Linked DNA regions of Arachis hypogaea: region 2 is linked to region 1. Evidence: chromatin contacts called from public Hi-C data. All regions are on one chromosome and are shown on one strand. The core of a region is the stretch at or near the end of the contact, and the rest is flanking DNA. Distances in the headings are between cores, read along the strand shown. Region 1 has its middle 15 kb from the start of LOC112703992. Region 2 holds the start of LOC112702636 (NDR1/HIN1-like protein 6).

Region 1 (6,250 bases), core at 1,920-4,419:
CAATTCTTTATCAATTTATCAATTTCGTTATCTCGTGAACGAAACTAAACCATCGTCCTCATCGTGGGCGGGACGAACCATTATCCCCTATTTTCATCCGATTAACCAAGTGTTTATTTGGGAATTAATTCAATTCAATTTACTAGATATACCCATAGTTATTTCAAAACTTAAAAATTGGTTATCAGATATCATACAGGTTTACAGGGGGTCATAAGCGTGTCAGGAAGGCTAAACAGTAAAAAAAATAGCATTTTGTAAAAACCAAGTCGTGTGCACACACACACCTCTATGCGCACGCACAGATCAGCAAGCTTTCCAACGTGATGTGTGCTTACCTCCCTATGCGTGTGCACAAGTTCATTTTTTTCTTCTTGTGTGTACGCACGCCCCTGTACACACGCATGCATAAGAAAGTTTTTTGGTGTGCTACAGAATTTGTAATTGATAGTTTTTCACACTGATTTTCAAATGTTCATAACTTTTGCTACAAAATTTATTTTTCTTTCATTCTTGGACAGTCTTAAATTATTCTTCCCCAGCTTTAATTCAAGATAAAGTTCATTCAATTTCAAACTTCGAGCGTCAAGTTATGGCATGTCAAAATTGCTCAAAAATAAATTTTTTACACAAAATTCTGCATAGATCAACTTTTACAAATTCTCAAATTTACCTCTTTTAAAACCAACATAACCTAATTCCTATGTACCCTCTATACTCAAACATCAATCCCAAATCACATCCTAGCTATTCAAGACCCAATCAAACAATTCCAATTTCCATAAATTTCGAACTCAACATTATACCGTAACAAACTCAATGCATATTACATTATAGCATATTCACATAGTCAATCCTCATCAACTTATATTACCAATATTCCTCCGATCATAGCCTCTGGCCCAATTATCATTCAACAACATTTAATAATCAATCAAACCACAATCCGTATCCAATTTCAATCATACATATATATAGCTCATCAAGACTCAATTCATCAAAATCATGCCACATCATGTCACCATTCAACCATCAACTAGTATTTATTATTCACAATAAACCATCAATATCAACCACATCAATTATCTCAATTCATCACTAACCTAGGGTCACTTAACCTAGGTTTTACATAACATTACATAGTGTTTACCCGAAACAAAAATCCATATCTTCGTTGATGGTAGATTTTCAAATCCTTTGAATCTCCTTTTCAATCACATCCAAGCTTTAACCAAAACCTCTAAGCCTCACCCGATCCTCCTCTGATCAAATGGCGCACCCAATTCTGCACCAATTCAAACCAACCTTCCAAGCTACTCAATTTCAATCTAATTACATCAATTATCAAGTATTTACACTAGAATTTTCACTCAAAATTGGGGATAATGGAGAAATTGAGTTTTTTTTTTTTACTTTGCTCTACATAATCATGGGTTAAAACTCCACTAAAAATTGTACTTAAACTCCCACCTAAAATATTAAAATCACAATTTTTTAACACCTCAAACTCCAAACTCAAAAACATATGAAAATAGAGAAATGAGATAAGGTTATTGGGATTACTCATTGCAAAAGTTATATAGAATTGAAGAGAATGACGAGGTGATCACGTGGCCACAAATAAGTCTTCGATTGAAGCTCTGGAATGAGAGAAAATTGAATTTGAATGGAGGTATGAATAGTGACTCTCTCTCAGTGTAAGATTATGTGATTTGAGTGTGAAATGGGGTGTGTTACGTTTTTATATAAGTGAGTGAGGGGTATTTATGTTCTTTCATCTATTGGTTCCACTTAGGACCAAAATCTTTAAAATAAGTGTTCCGATTTTTATTCTAAATATTTTTTTAATTATTTTTACAGTTTTATTTTTCTCATACGCAATACCGAACAGACTTGAAGTCTGTACAGTTAATTATAATGCCGATAATTACATTTTTGCACTCTAATTAATTTTCTGAGTTCGATTTATCCGTAAATTTTTTAATTTTAAATTTTAAAACTTCTTTCCAAACAAAATATTTTAAAAATTCTCTTAGCTTACTCTTATTTAGTTAATTAATTATTCAATTAATATTTTTTCAAATCTTACAAAAAATATTAAAAAATTGTCAGAAGGCTATACTGAATGATGGGAAAGTGATTGTGGTGAACAAAGTTCTTCTTATAGTGCCAGAGTAGACAGATATTGTTAAGATGGTTTTTAGATCTGATGTTTTCATGATGATTCAAATGTCAAAAAGGAAAGGAACGAACTCCCCAACATTTCATGCATTTGGCCAAAGCATTTGGATTTAGTAGCATAACATTTCTTTGTAATGTATCCAACTTATGGGTCATGGAGTTCTTCAACCAGTAGCCATACCGCAAACTTTTAAATGTCTTAGAAACAATATCAGCCAGCTCTAATAACCAATGACCGACCCTGAATAACATAAAAACCTTAATCTAACTGATTGATTGATTGCGATCTTTTATCCAAATCAATCGTTTGTTGACACCAAGACAACCGTCCGTCGACCAACCCTCCAATTGACCGCCAGTCGATTCGAGATGACGTAGGAATGTAGGATAGAAAGCGAAAAAGTGAATGTAGGATAGAAAGCGAAAAAGTATGGTAATTATAAATAATTTATAAATTGATAGTTGAGAGTTGAAAGTCGTTAAATATTAAAATATTAAAATAAGTTGATAGTTGAGAATCATTAAATAATTTAGTAAATTTAACTAAATTATCATCATCTAATAATTATTAACTATCAATTTTATATAAAGTTAAGTAATTAACTATACGTGAGTTCTACTATAAAATAAATAAATGTTGTAAAAGAATTTTTTTTTTATCTCGTCCATCATAGCCTGTTGTTGTATATTCTCTTTTGGGCCATATTCTAGTCTCCTATTTCTTTTTCTATAAGGCCCACTTGCTCTTCTGGCTATTCACAAGTCTTCTTTTGTTTTTCATTCAATCTGGGTAGAAATTCCGTACCGGCTTACCGCCCACTTCCTTCTTTTTCTTTTTCTTTTTTTTTTCTTATCTCACTTAGATCTTTGATAATCTCTCCTAGGAAAGATTACCCATCCTAAAATTGGTCCCAAATCCTCTAGGTTCTATAGGATTCTGGTCCGTCTAGTTGAATTTTTTGATAAAAAAAAATCTTTGTATTGTTTATCCTAACCCATAGGATTAAGGCCTAAATTTTATGGAACTGACCTATTGACAGTACTAAATACGATATATTCCAAATTCATAACAGAAAGGATAATATTGTCAACATCTAGAAATCGGCTCATAAAATTAGTCATTGAAAAAATGGTTGTGAAATACCAGTATCGGAGTAGGATGGGTAAATATTTCTTGAATATGAAAGCATAAACAAATCTCTAAGGGAAAATTGTTATTTAGGTGAGGCAAATTATCATTTTCTTTTTTAACCCAATTACGGAGTCTAACAAAAAAACAATTAACTTTAGTCAATAAATAAGTAAATTTTCAATTACTCACAAATTTTTAAAATTATCTTTTTCTTTTATTTTTTTTCCAAACACCATAATTTCAACTATCATCAACCATTAGTCATCATTACCTAATACTGCTGGCCACTTTAGATCTGTTCTAAGATGTCCCTAAAACGGATATTGTGTAAATAAGCTTATGTGAAGAGGTTGGAGATAATCACGAATCCGCCTGAAGTGCAAAAACTATTACAAACTATTGATTATAAAAACAACTTATAAATAAAAACAACTAAAAACTATGTTAACTTATTTTATTCAGGTATAACAAGTTGAATTTTGATTGAATTCCATTCTAAAAACGATTCTGTTGCATGAGTCACCAAACTAAAAGAAAAACCGTAATTTCATTATGTATATATAATATAAAAATACATATTAATTAATATAATAATACAAATAATAATATACTAGACATATAAATAATATTGTTATCAACTAAAAGAAAACATGCAATTTCATTATATGTATAAAGAAACGAATATAAAAATACATATTATATTTGTAAATAATAAAAGTAAAAAACGATACACAAATAATAATTATAAAAAAAAATCTAGGAACCAACTATAGTAGCTAACTAAGCTAATCTCTTTTCATTTTAAAATTTTAAAAAATAGGATAATAAGTTTTTTTATAAGAAACCTATTTTTTAATTAATTAATTAGAATTAACTTTACTCCTAATTATTTAAATAACAGGATCGTAATGATAATTTGACTAACTCCGTTGTTCCACACGTCTACAACTAACCCAGTTGATCATCTATTAACTGAGGATGAAAAAAAAATGAAAATTATATTTTTCACTCTCACACGCGTATATTCCATTTAAAATGTTAGAAATAAGAGATTAAATTGAAAAAAGAATTTGTATATTATTAAATTGTATTCAAATTATTTATTTAAATTATCTAAAATAATATAATATAAAATAATATTTATAAATACTAAGAGAATTATATAATAAAAATATAATTTTTATAATAAATATTTAAATATATTAAATAATACTAATTAATTCTGATATAACTACACTGAAAATGGCAAAATGCTATGTGTTAATAATTTATTGAAAAATTTTACCAATCACTTTATTGGTACAACAATATACTATGTACGAACCGGTGACCAGTAAAATTTGTCATCTTGCATTTGCATGGTGTATATTGACGAAAAGATCCATAAAAAAGCAGAAAATAGATACCTAAAGATAATAAATTTGTGACTAAATGATGACTTGTATTAATAAGTCAGTCACATTAAAATAAATTTTAGATAGTTGAAAGTTGATCGGCTCTGTAGATACAGACTCAGATATAATTGGAAGAGACTACATTAGAAAAATAGATGGGAATTTGTTGTGTTTAAATTTAGTGGGCGTAAATGTACTGGTGAGTTTGCTTTAAGATAAATATACAAGGTGTTTTTTGTGGTGGCTTGTTGTTTGGTGGCTAAAAATGATTTTCTTTTGACCATCCAATGATATAGGAGTACATATATAGTAGATAGTCAAACCAAAAAGAGTGCACCAACTTTTAGTCAAAGCTAGCAATGAGTGCTAAGTGCGGTAACATTAAATATTTACTCTAGGGACATGAACGGGAATTTGGGTTCCAAAAACAGGACTTTAATAGGGGTCAAAGTTTGAGTCTAACAAAAATATATAATTGAAAAATTGGCTGGATATCTAAAAATTTCTTAGACGATAACTAAGATTTATAGCCCAAAAGAGAGATAAATTATGAATTCTGTTGTAGACAAAATTTCAAAAAAAAAAAGGATAAAAGTGGTTCCTATATGTCTGATTTAAAAAGAAAAGAAAAAAAATCATGCAATAATTTTTTGTTATGTTAATTAGGATAATCTTTAAGAAGGGAATTGTTTTACAGCGGGAGTACGTACTCCTCATCCAGCGCCCTATGAGTTCGTTCACGCTCTACTAGGGTTTCACTGCGCCGCCTCCATGGTTACACCTTTTTTTGTCTTTTCTTCGTCAAAGTCTTTTCTATCTTCCTCTACTTTCTTCTCTTAATTTCTTTTCCACTTAGTTCCTTAATTTTCGCTTTCTCTCCAAATTCATTCTTCTTTTAATTCATTTCGTTTTCTAATTCACCCATTCCATATATCTTATTTCTCTCTGAAATCATTAAATACTAATTCTGTTTTTCTCTACACCATGAGCAACAAATCAGAGACACAGAACCCTCATATAATTGATAGTGATCAGGAGGATGACTTGATCGTTTTAGCTTATGAAGATGTTTCCGAAGGAATTCAAGCCTGTACACGGAGCCTGTCTGGAAGAATTTTCTCAGATCGGATCTTTTCCGTAGGTACCATGGAAGGAGCTCTGTATGCAATATGGAATAAACCAGAAGGATTCAGAGTAGTCGAAAAATCCAGGAACCAGTTTCAATTTTTCTTTGAAAATGACTCTGATGTGACTCGAATTGAGAGAGGTTCACCTTGGTTATTCAAGAGTTTTGTTATTCATGTTCGCAGATGGAAGCAATCAATAAACATAGAGGATAATCACATCTCTTCTTTTCCTGTATGGGCACAACTTTGGGGATTGCCTGAACAATACAAAACACTTGAGGTTGGACGAAAATTGGGTGGGAGACTTGGTCAAATTGAAGATGTTGCTCTATTTGAAGTTAGAGGCAATGATACACGCATAGCGAAGGCTAAAGTGGAACTGAACGGTGATAAAAGAATGAGGGATACACTGAAAC
Region 2 (6,250 bases), core at 2,033-4,532, 160 kb before region 1:
GTTAAGTGTACATAACCAAATTATTTTAGTAACTAAATTTAATTAAGTTAGTTCAATAACTTAAAAGTTAATAACAAAAAATTTTAATTAAAAAAAGAGGCACAATGAAAAACAAAAGCTTAATTAAATTAATTTAAAAGATAACTTATTCAACTTGTATTTCTGTGTATATTTATCCCAACGCATTTCTTATGTGACAATCTATGCTTATCTTAATTCCTTTTTCTATTTGCTTGAGATTACTCTATTATGCACTAATAATATAAAGACAACCGTTCCAATATCATTTCAAAGCTAAAAAGTGAATTACACTTTTTCATGTATTATTATATGCCTATTTTGTATGCTTTAATTTTTACATATAAAATAATTATGTTTAAGGTTTAACTAATTCAAACATAGTTAGAGTTTCAATAAAAATAAATTTTTGGAACATATATCAAATATATCCAAGATTCTGTAAGTATTTCATAAGTTTTATAGTCTTATAACAATGAAAATGATGCGATAAATTAATTATCTAAAGTTTAATTTAAAATATTTTATAATAAAACACGTAAAAAAATTTATTTTATACGTTAAAACATATATAATTATGCTTATATATAAAAAAAGTTATTTATTCTCTAATTTTCAAAAAGTACTGAAGTAATTGTCCAATATAAAATAGATATATTTTAGCTAAATTATTTATTATGATGCAGATTTATATCTTAAATACTAATTTTATGCGAAAATATTTTCGTGTAAATGAGTAGTCATCTATCTTTTCATTATTATTTCATTAAACACTTGTATTATGAAAGATGAATAAGTTAATCTATAAACGAGTCAAACATTTTAATGATATAATATCACAAAATTAAATATCTATATAAAAAATTTCACCAAAAATACATAAACAATATTTTGCAAGTAATCTCTCAAAGAAAAAAAAAATTTCTACCGAGTGCATAATAGTATAATAGAATAATAAAAAATATTATTGGTATACTAAAATTAATTATTAAAATTAATTATTAATATATTTATATATAATTATATATGTAATTTAATTTATTTTTAATTTATATTTATATTTCAATATGTGTTTTATGCTGATGGTTAACTTTAACTTTAGTGACTCTTTTAATATAATCATAGTTTATAGTATATAGAGATGTGATGCCATCAATGATATCACAAGGACCAATGTGAGCCACCAACACAGTGGAATTGAAAATTGATAAACTCATCTATTAATTGTGTGTTAATTTGATTTAGAACTTGTGTGATACAATTAATTAATTAATTAATTGCGACGGCCATGACCAAGTCCCAGTGCCTGTATTAGAGGCGGAGAAAAGCACACGCATGAAAGAATCTTCTAAGGTGAAACCTTCTCTTAAAGTGTGAATGCAACGTTTTATATTTTTTTTTACTAGTAGTAAGCAAAATGTGGCGAAATACCTTGTTGAGAATTGAGATTTTAGCTTTTCGTCAAAGTAAATAAGGGAAAAATAAATGAATTCAGTGTCAGCATAATATGTTCTAGATATATACTGGTATATCATGAGGGATTTTATTCAAAATTCTTCACATAAATTATTGTCATGGAGTAAGTTTCATTTTAATCCATGGATTTTTCTTTTTGTTTTGTAACTCAATAGACCAATTTCAAAAGATGAAAAAAAAAAAAAAGGAATTTGTTTATGTATTGCACGTGTTTGTTTACCTACTTACCAAAGTTTGAGAGTTATGTACACGGTGTGGGTAAGCTAAGTTTACAGGATTGCATCTTAATTTTAAGAGATAATTAAAAAATAAGGGATCGAAATTAAGAGATTTATTTATGAAACATTTAAATGATGTTTCGTTTCAAACTATATAAGATTGAGTGCACAACTTCTTCTCAATTGACAGCGGCTTATAAACAAGGGAATTGGTGAATTGCTTCCAGTATATATAATATCTTTCAATCAAATTGACTATTATTGCCTTTGCATTTACATTAGTTTTTCTGTGGGATGAAAACCGTTATATTACACACATTTTTTTTGGGTGTCTATATTACACACACACACATAATAATAATAATAATAATTAGGAAATTACTTTTGAGAATCTGGGTTATATAACATTCATTATACTTTTATTTCTAAAAATTGTTCTGCTAGGAGGACAACAGAAATTAGAAAAGTAAGAAAAATCGGTAAAAATTATACATTATTCAAAATCTTAAAATCACATCTTCAAGATTTATGTTGGCAAGCTATTATTAGGTATTGTTTTGTTGTTCTTCCAAAATTATCCTTTTAAAAAAGTTGACAATTGACATTGGCTTTGAACATAAAGCATCTCTTTTCTTTGGAGAGGATATTGGTTGTAAATATGGTAAATTAAGCAAGTAACAGTAATAATACTATTGTCCAACTTCAGAAAATTGTGATGTAACTTACTACTCAAATAGTCTATTGACAATAAATTACAATGAATAACTCAAATGCATATCTATTACTTTTACTAAAAATCCCATATTTGTATCACTATTAACCTCTAAATAATATTGTTTGTGAATTTTCGTGTATGTCTTCGTTAAATATTTATTTTTATCAATATTACCATTATTTTAAGTATTATAAAAAAAAAGGGTTTAGCTAATATGTGCTTTTATAGGATTCATGATAAGTTTATCATTAGTCGAGGTTTTAATTTTTTTATTTAATAAATACAAATTTAATACATTGAAAATGTAAATTTTGTGTATTTTCAATAAAAAATTTTTAATTTGTAATCTTGACTTATGCCTTTAGAATACATGATAGATAAATCCAAAAAATAAAAATACTATGTGCACATAAAAAATTTAATATTATATATTTTTGTATAAACATAATATTATTTAATTTATTTTAAATATATATTTAATATTTTAAAATATATTTTATACATATAATTAATTTAAGGTAGAAACTTATGTGCGGTCGACTTCACGTGAACTTAATAAGTAAAACCGTTAAATAATTTATTTGACTAAATTTTTATCTAATAGCTCTCAACTATCAACTTCACGTGAAGTCAATTTTACCTTAATTTAATGAGTGATTTTTTTATATGTACTCATGGTTATAACGAAATGGTATATATCGAATATAATAACCAACTTTTCTTGATGGCATTCAAGAATTTCAGAAAGCATATAATAATAAGGATGCTCGAATAAGAGACGCAAGGACCCCAGAAAAGAAAAGGAAAAAAAAAAGAAAGAAAGAAAAGAAAGCAGTAATAGAAACTTCGGCGGCATTTTTATTATAAAGACACAAAGATTGAATTGAATATCTTGCACTTCATATGACGTGACTTAGAACATGACTTTACCTATAGAAGGTGACATTTTTCATTTGGTGCCATCAAAGTCAAAACTTGGAAAAGCTTCAATCTTCCAACCCTTCATATATGCCATGACCTAATCCAAGACATGATCATTTCATTCATTAAATACACTTCCATAGCCAAAAGTAACAAAACTTGATACCCCATTTTTCATTTGAGATCACATTCATTCATATACTTGTACCAAATATGGGAGATAATCAGAGAATCCACCCTCTTCATCATGACGTTGAATCACCACCATCGCCGCCACCGCCACAACCATCGGCACCTTTGGTGCCAAGGAACATGTCCAGATCGGATAAAGGCGATCCGGAGTTGTCAAATCAACAACCACCGCCTCCTCCGCTGCCTCCTGCTCGCAACAGAAGATCAAGAAGAGGTTGCTGCTGCAAATTCCTCTGTTGGTTTATAAGCATATTGCTTATCCTGGTGGTGGCGATCGGCGCAACGGTGGGTATACTCTATCTTGTGTTCAGGCCGAAGCTTCCGAAATACTCCATCAACGAAATTGGGGTGACAAGATTCGATCTTTCAAACAACGATAGCTTAAGTGTCACATTCAACTTGACAATAACAGCTCGGAATCCAAACAAGAGAATTGGAATCGATTACAGAGGTGGAAGCCACATTAGTGCTTATTACAATGGCACGAAACTCTGTGATGGATCGTTACCAAAATTCTACCAGGGTCACCATAACACTACAGTTCTTAACATTCCTCTTTCAGGGGAAGCAGAAAATGCAACAGCTTTGGAAAATTCGTTGACGCAACAACTGCAGCAAAGTGGAAGTGTTCCTCTTCGGTTGAAGGCGAAGCAACCGGTGAGGATTAAGTTTGGGAAGTTGAAGATATTCAAGATCACCTTCAGGGTTAGGTGCTGGATTGTTGTGGATAATCTTAATGCTAACAACTCCATTAGAATCAAGAGCAGTAGCTGCAAGTTCAGACTCAAGTTATAGATCAGGCTCAAGTTATAGATCATCATTCTTTGGTGCTTATTATAACTATTGTTCATTATAATTACTATTAGTATAATATATGCCATATATATATTGCTATGTATTACTATATACTATTTTTTTATCATTTTTTTTATATGGTCTCGGATTGAGATTATTATTTTATTTTTTATTTTTACTTTACAGATGGAGATTTACATTTTAGGATTTTTCTTAGTTCTGTACTCTTAATTTTGTATTTTTCTGCCACTACTCATGTCCATATTATTTTTTAATGATCGTGCTATAGCATATATTATATTGTTATATCCTTTATACTATTTTTGCTAACATGCTATCCTCTATATATATATATATATATATATATATATATATGTGTGTTTAATATCTTATTGTTAATTTTTTTTATTTTTAATGTAACGTGGTACAAAATATACTAACAAAATATTTAATTACAGGATTTTTGTAAAAAAATGTATATAGTAGTACTATCTTTAAAAAAAAATAAATGTTCTGTTTGAATTTTTTATATTAAATAATTGTCTTGTTAACAAAAATTTAGACCAGACTCCTTTCTTTATTTCCTTGACATTTTTTATTGTTAAAATACGGAGAAAATAGTGGAAAGAAATAATAATAATTTTATTTCCTTTGGACGACACTAATTCATATATATAATTAATAATTTTTTTAATACCACCTTTTTTTTAAACCGAAAGTAGTATTAGATTCCTGTGTAATCATTATAGTGTTTATTTTTTGAGATTAAAATTGGAATCGAGAGACTTAAACTTAGTATTATATTTAGTAACCAAATATTAGAATTAAAATTTTAGTCATGGGATACAAAATTTCAGTTCTTTCAGTATTTCTAGAAAATAGAAGCATAAAAAATAAAAATTTCTGGAGACAAAGGATTGAAGCAATATTTCCGTTAATAACTATACTTTCAATTTTAAATCTCACTCACGCTGTGTGCCTATTTCTATGTACGGATCAAAATCTTCTAAAATAAAAAAATTGGTAAAATAATAAAATAATGAGTTAATCATTTTTAAATTAAAATAGTAAAGCACATATTCTATAAAAGTTACAAATTTAATGGTAATTAATCTCTTAATTTATCACTTTATCAATTTTTTAACCTTAAAAGATCTAAATTCGATAGGTTCAGTCACAACACCATCTAACTTATTACTCCAACCCAAAATAATTAATTGGAACAACTAATTTTGCTACCATTGGTGCTTAAAAAGAGTCTTTAATAAATAAGTTTTTGACTTTTAATTTAAAGGCAAATAAATTTTTTTTTAATTGAAAATACAAAATTATCTATCACTTTTTAAAAAAGCAAAAAATTTAAATCTTTTTAAAAATTTATTTGTTATATATTTTGAACGAATGAATTTAAATGTTTCACATTTTAAAAGATGATGAACATTTTTGTATTATTACTTAATCACAGATTTATTTATATTTGAGTTAAAAAATTAGAGACCTAATTCAACTTTTTTTTATCTAAAGTATGCGCTTTTTTGTGACGGGAAAGTAAGAAAAACAACTAAACAGAAAGAGAAAAACAGAGTCCCAAGAGACTAAAAAGGCGCAGGACAGTTCCGTTGGATATTCTTCTCAAACTCCTTCTAAAGCACTGGAAGCTCTACATACTGAAAATGAAATATCATCGTCATTTTTGTCACGGTATCCGCCACTATATTTGCATCCCTTAAGATCAAACGAATATCAACGTGCCACTTCCAAGTCATGATCTCTCTAACGTTAAGCACCAATGAATCTACATGACCAACATTATCATGAAAATTAGTGACAAGATTGAAAGTCTCTAGACAATCCGTTTCGCAAATCACGTCTTTTTGTCCCAAGTCTCAAACTAAAAGAAAATCTCTCCAAATAG

The links. A called contact is a pair of places that touch in the nucleus more often than the background predicts.
Region 2: a contact with region 1 is called in a Hi-C map of an unstated tissue, with 4 times the contacts expected there. The contact joins the promoter of LOC112702636 here to the enhancer-like site in region 1. A contact is called at or near these places in 4 of 8 Hi-C or Micro-C datasets (leaf and an unstated tissue).

Annotation. Positions count from the first base shown.
Region 1 is chr7:16,128,395-16,134,644 of arahy.Tifrunner.gnm2.J5K5, reverse strand. No RefSeq gene overlaps it. Among protein-coding and RNA genes, the nearest start is that of LOC112703992, 15 kb to the left of the region's middle. Within about 2 kb of position 3,169, at least 3 of the 3 cell types and tissues checked have open chromatin away from gene starts, as enhancers often do.
Region 2 is chr7:16,286,487-16,292,736 of arahy.Tifrunner.gnm2.J5K5, reverse strand. It overlaps LOC112702636 (NDR1/HIN1-like protein 6), which reads left to right and starts at 3,282. Exons shown (of 1, transcript XM_025753768.2): 1 at 3,282-4,650. The coding sequence starts at 3,562. The coding sequence ends at 4,335.